Linked DNA regions of Mus musculus: regions 1 and 2 are each linked to region 3. Evidence: chromatin contacts called from public Hi-C and promoter capture Hi-C data. All regions are on one chromosome and are shown on one strand. The core of a region is the stretch at or near the end of the contact, and the rest is flanking DNA. Distances in the headings are between cores, read along the strand shown. Region 1 holds the start of Tsc1 (TSC complex subunit 1). Region 2 holds the start of Gfi1b (growth factor independent 1B). Region 3 holds the start of Paxx (non-homologous end joining factor).

What was found. Promoter capture Hi-C pulls out the DNA fragments that hold promoters and counts their contacts. Hi-C and Micro-C count contacts between places; a contact is called where the count stands out from the background.
Region 1: a contact with region 3 is called in a promoter capture Hi-C map of liver, with 4 times the contacts expected there. The contact joins the promoter of Tsc1 here to the promoter of Paxx in region 3. A contact is called at or near these places in 2 of 39 promoter capture datasets (liver and pre-B cells).
Region 2: a Hi-C map of B cells shows a contact between it and region 3, with 5 read pairs. The contact joins the promoter of Gfi1b here to the promoter of Paxx in region 3. A contact is called at or near these places in 1 of 39 promoter capture datasets (liver) and 1 of 484 Hi-C or Micro-C datasets (B cells).

What each region holds. Positions count from the first base shown.
Region 1 is chr2:28,639,896-28,643,185 of GRCm38.p6, forward strand. It overlaps Tsc1 (TSC complex subunit 1), which reads left to right and starts at 1,338. Exons shown (of 23, transcript NM_022887.4): 1 at 1,338-1,395.
Region 2 is chr2:28,620,625-28,623,755 of GRCm38.p6, forward strand. Gfi1b (growth factor independent 1B) reads right to left here and starts at 1,358. Exons shown (of 7, transcript NM_008114.3): 1 at 1,225-1,358. It overlaps Gm52548 (a long non-coding RNA gene), which reads left to right. Exons shown (of 2, transcript XR_003954006.1): 1 at 1-288; 2 at 629-1,579.
Region 3 is chr2:25,459,516-25,462,644 of GRCm38.p6, forward strand. It overlaps Paxx (non-homologous end joining factor), which reads right to left and starts at 1,579. Exons shown (of 7, transcript NM_153557.1): 1 at 1,272-1,579; 2 at 1,140-1,200; 3 at 930-979; 4 at 652-842; 5 at 494-559; 6 at 260-344; 7 at 1-186. The coding sequence starts at 1,396. The coding sequence ends at 147.

The sequences.
Region 1 (3,290 bases), core at 88-2,587, 3.2 Mb after region 3:
GGTGAGTGTACACAAACTCAATTATCTTAAGGACAAGGAGAGCCTCCTGGATGTATGCTTAGGAGAGAAGTCCTAGTTCCCAAGAAGGCCAGGCGAGGGCGCCATCTCCTCGAACTGGAGTTATAGGTAGTTGGGAGCTGCTGCCATTTGGGTTCTGGGAACCTAACCCTGGTCCTCTGTAAGAGCAACAAATGCTCTTAACGGCAAGGCCATTTCTCTAGCTTCCGCTTATCATCTTTCACTGGGTCTTATTATATAAGTTTAAGTATAATAAAACCCCAAACTCCAACCCAAACCAAAAAACAACAAAATACAGCAACAACAAACCAAAACAAAAAATACACAATGCCAGGTGGTGGTGGTGGTTGTGGCGGCGGCTGCTGGGGCAGCTGCGGCGGTGAACACCTTTAAAGCTAGCACCTTTAAAGCTAGGCAGAGGCAGAAGACTCTCTTGACTTCCAGGCCAGCCTGGGCTACAGAGCAAGTTCCAGGATGGGCAAAGCATAAAGAGAAACTTTGTCTTGGAAAACCTTAATAAATACATAATTAATTAAAAAAATAATACAAATAAGGAAAATAACAGCAAATGAAAACTATATACATTCTGATATCCCTCTAAAAAGCTTTGCACCACAGCCGGCAAGGTTTGAAAAGACTTGACACCTTGTCATGGCATGCAAGTAAATCAAGGTATTCTGACTTTACAACATAAACTGCATCCTCTGACTAAGGCTGGCCTCTACATGTCACTCCACAGACTCTTCTGCAAAGGAAAAAGTGGTGGTGGGGGAAAGCCCCATCCTTTTTGCTGCAATTGACAGGCTGTCCATCCAAGGGGATCCCAGAGGCTCATTTGGAAATAGGAACGCCTACAGGGAGACCCCAAAGGTGGCAGGTGTGCCAAAGACAGAGGGACCTGGCTCGAAAGGGCCAGCGCTCTCCACTGAGCCTAGCCCTGCCAGCTTGTTTTTGACTGTGCTTGTTCCGAGCGCGCGCCTCCTGTCACCATCACGTGGCCGCCCCTCCCCACCCCACCCCTCGGCCGGTCTCGTGGCTCCGCCCTCTGCGCCGGGACTTCTTTCGGCCTCCTTCAGAGTCACAAGATCTCTCAGTGGGCTCCCACCTTCACGATCCTTCCGCCGTCCCCGCCTCCACATTAAAATCTCTTTCGGTTTTATTTATCTCGGCCAGCTTGTATCGTCATAAGTGGTATATCCTGTCCTGTCTGGAGAGGCTGAGACTCTGGCCATCTGGCATTAGGCTCGGAGCGTAGTAGAGACCCGAATAGGGACTCTTTTTCATAGCGGAGGCCCCCGCCGCTCGAGACGCTTCACGCCAGGGGGAGGTGCTGCGCGTCCAAGATGGCGGCGCCCTGTAGGCTGGAGGGACTGTGAGGTAAACAGCTGAGGGGGAGGAGACGGTGGGTGAGTACGGGGGGTGTTTCCCCTTCTTTTCCTTGTGGGCTTTTCGGGGCAGCTCTGGCAGCGTGACCTCACGCTGTGGGGCGCTGCGGAGCGCGTTAGCCGAGTCGGGGGTCCGGGGAAGGGGGTTCGGGGAGCTTCTTCCTCGCCCTCATCGCGCGCTGGCTCCGGCAGGGCTCGGCTTGGGCTGCTGGGGCCCCGGGGAGCTGAGGCGGGCCTGCTCCGTCCGATGGCATGGCTGGCTGCAGCTCCGGGCCCGAGGTGGCCCCGCTAACCCGCCCCCCTCGCTTGCTGCGGTGACAGGCTCCCGCGGGGGTGCGCCGCGCAGGTCAGAGACCCCGGGCCCGGCACGGGGACCCGGGGGTGGGGTCGCGGCTCGAGCCTCTACTGCAGCCGCCGGGGCTGGGGGTGGAGAATGAATGAAGGCCGCCTGTGGGCACTGGAGGCTGCCCGGCGCCCGCCGTCTCGGGGAGAGTGTGCACGGCCGAGTGCTTGGCTCTGGGTGTACTTGTGGGTGTTTAATTGATGCTGGAAGACAGTTACCTCCAAGTCGGCAGAGGTGCTCGTTAGCGACAGCTACCTGCCCAGCCACTGCTGAACGCTCATTCATTCATTTGAGGACCTGGAGGACCCACTGCCTGCGGTCCCAGACACCTTTTTTAGAACCCAAGCACTTTCTTTGTGTTGTGGGTTAGAAGAGTTTGGCTTCTCGCGTGTTGGATTTGGAATGAGAGAGACGTGGGGATGGCGTGGAGTGTGGTCGGCCAGTAATCGCAACTATCGTTTTTTTTTGTTTTTTTTTTTGTTTTTTTTTTGTTTTTTGTTTTTTGGAGAGGGGGAATAGGGGGTGCCTGTGTGACCGAGCACTATTGAAAGTGCTTGGTAGCCATCCTGTCTTTGGTTCTGGACAAAGGAGAAGCAGTCTGCAGCCTTTCTAAATGAAGAAACTGAGGCCTGGAGAGAGTGGAATAATTTGCCCAAGGTCACACCCCCCTATTCTGAGACAGCACTGGAATTGAAGTCCGACTGGTTCCATTTGTCTGTTATTTGATTAAAGGTGGCCTATTATTAAGTGAGTGTAGTTAATCATTTGGCCAAGGTAGGGATATGTGTGTGTGTGTGTGTGTGTGTGTGTGTGTGTGTGGTGAGAGATTTTGAACAGGGTGCATTTGGTTTGTATGTCTTAAGCTTTTGTTTCTTACAGCACGGTGTATTTGGTAATCCAAATTTGGTTACAAAGTATTTTGTATTTTTCCATAAAACCGGTGGTATTCACTGAAAAAAAAAAGGCTGAAATCCTTACTTAAGAAAACGAATATGGAATTAGCACTTCACTTTACGTATTGTAAGCTGTAAAAGTACTAAAATAGACTAATGCTCTTCTGAGATATTTTGATTTATAACTTTAGGATCAAGTTGGAGTCATCTGCATTCAAACAGGCTGGGGAAGCGCAGTGGTAAATTCTAGGAAGCTTCACAGAGCCTAATCTTCTGGGAGCCTTTGATTTACTGAGCAACCCACCTGTGATTTTTAACTTGAGCGTCGCTGAATAAACCTGGGATATGCAAATAGGAAAACTGATTTAGAGTTTTGTAAGGAAATGCCCCTTTAACAGTCATACATCAGGCAAACGAGGCTGTTCAGACTTTTGTAACCACCTGGTGTAAATGTAAGGGGTATTTATAGAGGATGTGAACAGAAAATACCTTCTTACTAAAGTTAATATCTTCTCTAAAAACACCCTTACATCATGGGGCTAGAAGGGCAGATGATGTAAGCTTTCTTAGCTTCATGCATCTCTTGGTGTCATGAACACTTGGTATGCCCCTAAATTCCTAGGTAGAAGGAAGCAGGCTGGCAGTTTCTTG
Region 2 (3,131 bases), core at 108-2,607, 3.2 Mb after region 3:
CAGAGTGTACGTCCCATGCCCATGCCGAAGAACACCACGTAACTCAAAAGCAAAAAAAAAAAAAAAAAAAAAGGTCAGTTCTATGGACTTGTTTTACCACAATGGAAACAAAACTGGGCAAACAGCCCCCACACTCCCCACGGCCGGCTGGGACTGACACCAGAAAGGATTCAATGCAAACGCCTTCAGACGGAGGAGTCTCCTGCTATTTCTGCCTGCGAGCAGGCTCTGTGCCCCGGTGAAGGGAGACCTGGGACCTGCACCCACCTTTTTGAAGTTCTGGGAATGGTGAGCACCACTGGGGCGATTCCATCAGACCTAAATCATCCAGAGCCACCCAACTCCCCGAGGGACTTTCTACAGGTTGACCCCCAAATCAAAATGTTACCCCTCTCCTGATGGAGGGCTTTGCAGACTTGGAAGAGCACAGGTGGATAGGCACAGCTCTGCCAGTACCCAGGCTGTCCAACTCCACAGCTAGGGTGACTTGGCTTTCCCCACAGTAGTCTCATAAAAATGCTGGCTTTCCCAGGACCCAGTCACAGACCACAGCATCCATCCGTGGGCATCTCTGCAATGAGCCCTGTTTTCTAAGAAAACCACAACTCAAACTCACCTTTTCCTCTAGGTGAGAAGAGCTACAGATGCTCAAGGAGCCAAGAGCCTTTGGCAGTGCCTCCCCTCCATCATCCTGTGGTCTGCCTCACCTTGTCATTTCCCTTCAGTAAATTCCCAAGGAAAGGGTGTCTGACTCCCCTCCCCGGTGCTTCCAGGAACTTTTGAGAGGGTCATCAGAGCTACCAATCCCTTCTGAGATCCTGGCACAGGGCAGCTCTAGCCCAGGGGGACACCAATTTGGGCTCCTCTGGTGCCCCTAGAAAAGTGCTCTGTGTGTGTGTGTGTGTGTGTGTGTGTGTGTGTGTGTGTGTGTGTGTGTGAAGGGGGGGATTGACTTTGTGTATCTGGGTGAAGCCTAGCCCCCTACAATGAAGTTTCACAGAATTCGCAGGAGGAAAGCTCGGTGTTTGCGCTATCTTGGGGTATCGGGACTGGTCCATGTTCCTTCCTTCTTCTCTCCCCTGGTGATGAGCACTGCATCCAGAAGAGAGACTACCACAGTATTCTTCCTCTCACCTTAAAGGGAAGCAGACACCCTCCCTGCCTTGGGCACCCAGGACGAACTTTTCAGCGGAGCCCAGCCAGCACGGGTCTGGCAGCACTCACCGTCAGGGAGCTGTCCCTCTTCTGAGTTCTGCCCGAGAGCCACGAACCTCCACACTGTCCCTGGGGACTGCTCTCGGCTCGGTCAACGTTATGAGTCTCTGCACAGACAGACACTTCTCCTTTTCGTTTCTGTGTTTCCCGCCCCCCTTCTGTTCCCCTCCCTGATTTTCAATCTGATTATTTGTGTCAAAATCTGGCGGCTGCAGCGTCAGCCAATGACCAGAGCGCGAAAGTGCAGCCACATTTGCTTATCAAAACTTCACAGAAGCTTCTAACCCACTGGAAATTTCTCCAGAAACTTTCAGTAGCATTTGGGTGAAAGAGAGTGGCTAACTTATTAAAATGTAAAAGTCTAGCATTGACTTACAGTCCCTCATCCTTGCTTTAGATTTTATTTCTTTCCCTTCCTTCTTTCCCTCCCTTCCCCCTCTTCCCCTTTTCTCTTCTTTCCCCATCCATCTTCCTTTTCTTCCCCCTCTCCTTCCTCTCCTCCTCCTCTCTCCTCTTTTTCTCCCTTCTTCCTCTTGCTTCTCCTCTCCTAGATTCCACCATCACACACTTTCTCGCTGAGGCATTAGAGGGGCCCCTGTGTTTAAAGCTCTTGGATCCTGGGCCAGTACAGATCACTCTTAACCAACAGGATTCTGTCTCCCACTGAGCTCATTCTTAAAAAAAAAAAAAAATGGAGTTTCCCCCAGACAACCACAGACCAGCAGAACCACAAATAGACAGAGTAGAAGAACAACAAAAAAAGCAAGGTAGTGAATTTGGGGGCCTTGGAACCTGTACCTGGCAAAGTTCAAGTACAGATTGAATACCCAAGTACCACGGCCGGCGTGTGCTGCCATCTAGTGGCAGCATGAGAGACAGAGAGGTCAATGGGGGCCCCTCTGGGTACCCAGGCCAGCGCAGGGCATTTCACCCCATTTGAGCAGAGCCCCATTCCCTGGTCCCCACTTTCTTTTCCCTGCTCTGCCCCTTGGCCTCCTCCCGTTTGGGGATGACTGATTTATTCCAGGAAGTTTTGCATACAGAGAGAACTCCACCAAACAGCACTGTTAGCTGATTTGCATGCTCTTGCAGCCAGGACTGGAGAGATTACATTTCCCCCATAAAGAAAACAAACACGGGACAGGAAGCCCCGATTGAAACTGCAAGTCCAATGTTCAAAGTGTAGAGAAAAGAGATGTTTCGTTTGAGGCCTTTCTGCTGAGGGGGCTAACCCTGTGGCAGCGGCCGGAGGTCACAACAGACTCCCCAAGGGGACACAGGTCCAGACTGGTGGCCACAGATAGGAGACAGCTACACCCAGCCCTTGTTCTCTCTCTCTCTCTCTCTCTCTCTCTCTCTCTTTCGAGACAGGGTTTCTCTGTGTAGCCTTGATTGTCCTGGAACTCCCTCTATAGAACAGGCTGGCCTCGAACTCAGAAATTCGCCTGCCTCTACCTCCCAAGTGCTGGGATTAAAGGTGTGCGCCACCACACCCAGCCTTGTTCTCTCTTTATAAAACGTCTTGAGTATTCTTTGGGTGGTACACGTTACCAGCCAGCACTCGGTGAGAACTGAGTCACTATGCAGAAAACTTAATAGACCATACGTGGGACATTTTTAAACTGTTCCCTGACAGGGACCAGCCCTCATTTCTTGTCACATACACTTACACTTGACTGTCTTTCCTGCTGAGCCATGTCTCATTCAAATCCTCCTCTGTGGACATCTTTAATGGTTTTACACCCACTTCCCTCCCCATAACCTTCCCAAAGCTTTGGCTTTCTAAATGCACAATTGTTAGGCTGAGCTCTGGCCTCAAGCTGCTGTGTAGCACAACCAGTTCAACGGTGGCTCTGAAGCTGGCGCCACAGGGGGTGAGGCTCTGCCACTGAAGGATCCCAGGCCCGGGTGTCTTT
Region 3 (3,129 bases), core at 329-2,828:
ATTTGACGGAGAAGGGATGAGAGGCACCTTTGCCCAACAGCAGGACCACAGGGGAAGTGAAGCAAGGGGTGTCTCTGATTAGGGGGTCCTAGATCTCCCCTTTCCTTGCAGGCAGGCTCCTGGCCAAGTAACAGGCTTTGCTGTCCTCAGGTCTCATCAAAGTCTACACCAGCAGCTGGTTTCTTACTAGAAGACAAGAGTATGTAAATACATAGAAGAAAAGGAAGGGACCAGGGCAGGGGAGACAGGTGGCAAGTACCTTTTGAAGCCAGGGTTAATGAGAGACTCCCCTGGACACCGTCTCCTGACCCCAGGCCCAGAGCTGCCTCTCTGGTGATCAAGTTCTGCCAGAAAATAGGATCAGGGAAATCTTGAACTCCAAAGAACCCTGGCCAGAACTCTGTCCACATGGAAAGATTCTCCCATGAGACATCTGGAGAGGCAGTTCCAGAGAAAGAGCAGCCCCAGCCCACATGCCAGGCCCACCCCTTACCTGGTAAGAACTGAGTGCCTGCTGGCTGGGTGTTCTTCTTGGGGCTAGTGATGGTCTCTTCTGCAGCTAAGAGAGAGTCGTGGCATCTCACTCAATGCCAGGAGGGTCTGCAAAAGCATGCCCCTGAGGGAAGGTACAGGTGCCCACACATACAGTACCTGCCAGCCGCCTCTCTAGGTTGCATACATGCTCTGCCAGGCTGAGAGTCAAAGCCTGCAGCCTGGGGGCTGCCTCCGGGCTGGGCACCTTGGAGAGGTCAAAGGCCAGGGCAGGGGTATCCCCTGAAAGGGTTATCAATGCTCTGTCTTCTTGCAGGCTTACAGTTACTGCCTGCTGTTGGCAGGCTGCCCTAAGGAGGGAGATGTGTGTTATGGCCAGGATGTGTTAGCACTACCCCAAGCTTCTCATTCACATGGCCTCCCTAACTGGAACTCACCTGAACCGGGAATGGATATCTTCAGCCCCACTTAGGCCAAATCGGGCTTTCTGCTGGGAACAAGGAATTGTCACTAACCCCGCCCAGGACCCTGGACCCACTGGACATTCCAAACTGCCCTACCCTGGAAATGCTATTAGAACCACTGCCACGGGGAGGGGGAGGGTGGCAAGCTACCAGCTGTCTCCTATCCCCAGCACTGTTACTCACGAGCCTCGCCAGGCTGTCAGGCGAGAAGCAGGTGCTCCAGAGCTCGGCGGCGTCCGTCACACTGGGTGGGAGGGGCTGTCAGGCACCGTGCCCGCTATGCTCCCGCACCCCACATCCCTAGACTCCACTCACTAGAGGTTGAAGTCGTCGCGGTCCCCGTCTCCACCACTATCCCGCTCGCAGTAGCACACCAGGCGGGGGGAGCCCGAACCCGGCGGCAGAATACAAAGCGGCAGCGACAACAACGGAGGAGCCATGACAGCAGGGCGGTCTCGCCGCAGGAGCCAAGTTAGATGTGGGCTGAGGGCGCCTGCGCAGAAGTACAAACTCGGTGACTCACAATCTAAGGTGTTCGCTCGGCGGCGGAACTTCTGGTTTCTGGAGGGACGGAAGGACGAGGCGATGGGCGGTACTCAAGGTTGACATTGTTTCCGGGTACCAGGCATTAAGTAAGAGGCTGACTAAAGGGCGGGGTTTAGCACGTGGGGCGGGGCGGGAAGCACTCGGAGGGCGGGGCTTAGCGCATTAGCTACTCAGTGCTATTCTGGGCTCTGTTCTTTGGCCCTTGCATCCAAACAGAGATCTACTATGGTCTCACTCCTTGTGCTCTTCCGCTTTTCTGGGTCCTTCTTAGCAACATATCTGCCGCTCTTCAATGCCGGTCTTCTTTCCTATCTATCCCCCAAGGGCTTGTACTGCAGGGCCTCCAAACTGTTGGTCACTTGTCCCTTCCTGTCACTTTAGATATAAACACATCTCTTTCTAAAGCTGAGTTGTAACAAACCAAAATACAAGAGTAAGTACAGTACATGTGGAAACGTTTGGAGATGCAGTTTTCTCCCGGGCAATACCCTCCCATTGTCTGAGTCACCACCCTCTGTGTGATACCTGTCAGCCCTGAGGACACCTTCACCAACAGGAGGTCTCTGGAACCTGAGATCTAATGGGAGAGATGACTAGTCCGACAGGACAGCACTCACACTGCAGCAAATGCTCATGAGAATCCACACAGGGCCTGCATAGTAGGGGCTGATGCCACCTGCAGAGAATGGAGCCCAGCAAAGGGTGTGCTCAGGAGGAGGCCTGATGGGAACAGAAGTCTTCCCAAGGCTGTGGAAGAGGGCTAGCATGAACCTATGAGAACCATGGTGAGAGTGGTTAGTAACTTGGTGAACTGTGCTAACATTTGAAAAGTGCCATCAGCCAAACATACTCAATTCCCACTTTCCTCTAGTTTTGCTCAACCCTGCTGAGGCTCCGGACTAGAGCCTTTGCGTGCATGGGTTTTTGCCTGTCTCCAGCCGGGTGTACTTACCTGTAGTTCTTTTGAAAGTGTCCTCTTGAGGATCCATGTAGAACATTTCACCTCTGCTCAAGTCTCCATCCCTCTCTCCCATGTCTTACTTTCCCTGCTTTTCACTGTGTACCGTACATCCTGGTTTTAGGAGTTTCTGGCTCAGCCTTGATGTCTGCCTGCATCTCCACCATTGTCTGACCCCCTCCTAGAAGCTGCATCTAAGGTCTTGCTTCTATTCTAGCCACTGGAATATGGCAGAAATGATGTCTGTCATTTCTCCCATCCCTACTGCATTGCTCACCACAGCACAAGGCAACCCAGGAAAACCTTTGATATTAAAGTATGGAGGCCTGCCTGTGCCAGAGCCAGAGCCAGAGCCAGAGCCAGAGCCAGAGCCAGAGCCAGAGCCAGAGCCAGAGCCAGAGCCAGAGCCAGAGTCAGAGCCAGAGCCCCAGAGCCAGAGCCAGAGGCAGAGGCAGAGCCAGAGGCAGAGCCAGAGGCAGAGCCAGAGCCAGAGCCAGAGCCAGAGCCAGAGCCAGAGCCAGAGCCAGGAAGCAGAGTCCTGTCCAGGCCTCAGGTCTGGGAGATGGTGAACGGCATCCTCTTCCACTCGAGGGGCCTGTCCCAGACCTTAAGGACCTGGAGATATCGCTGCTTCTTGTTCTAGGCTGCTAAAGTCTGCAAGGATTTGTT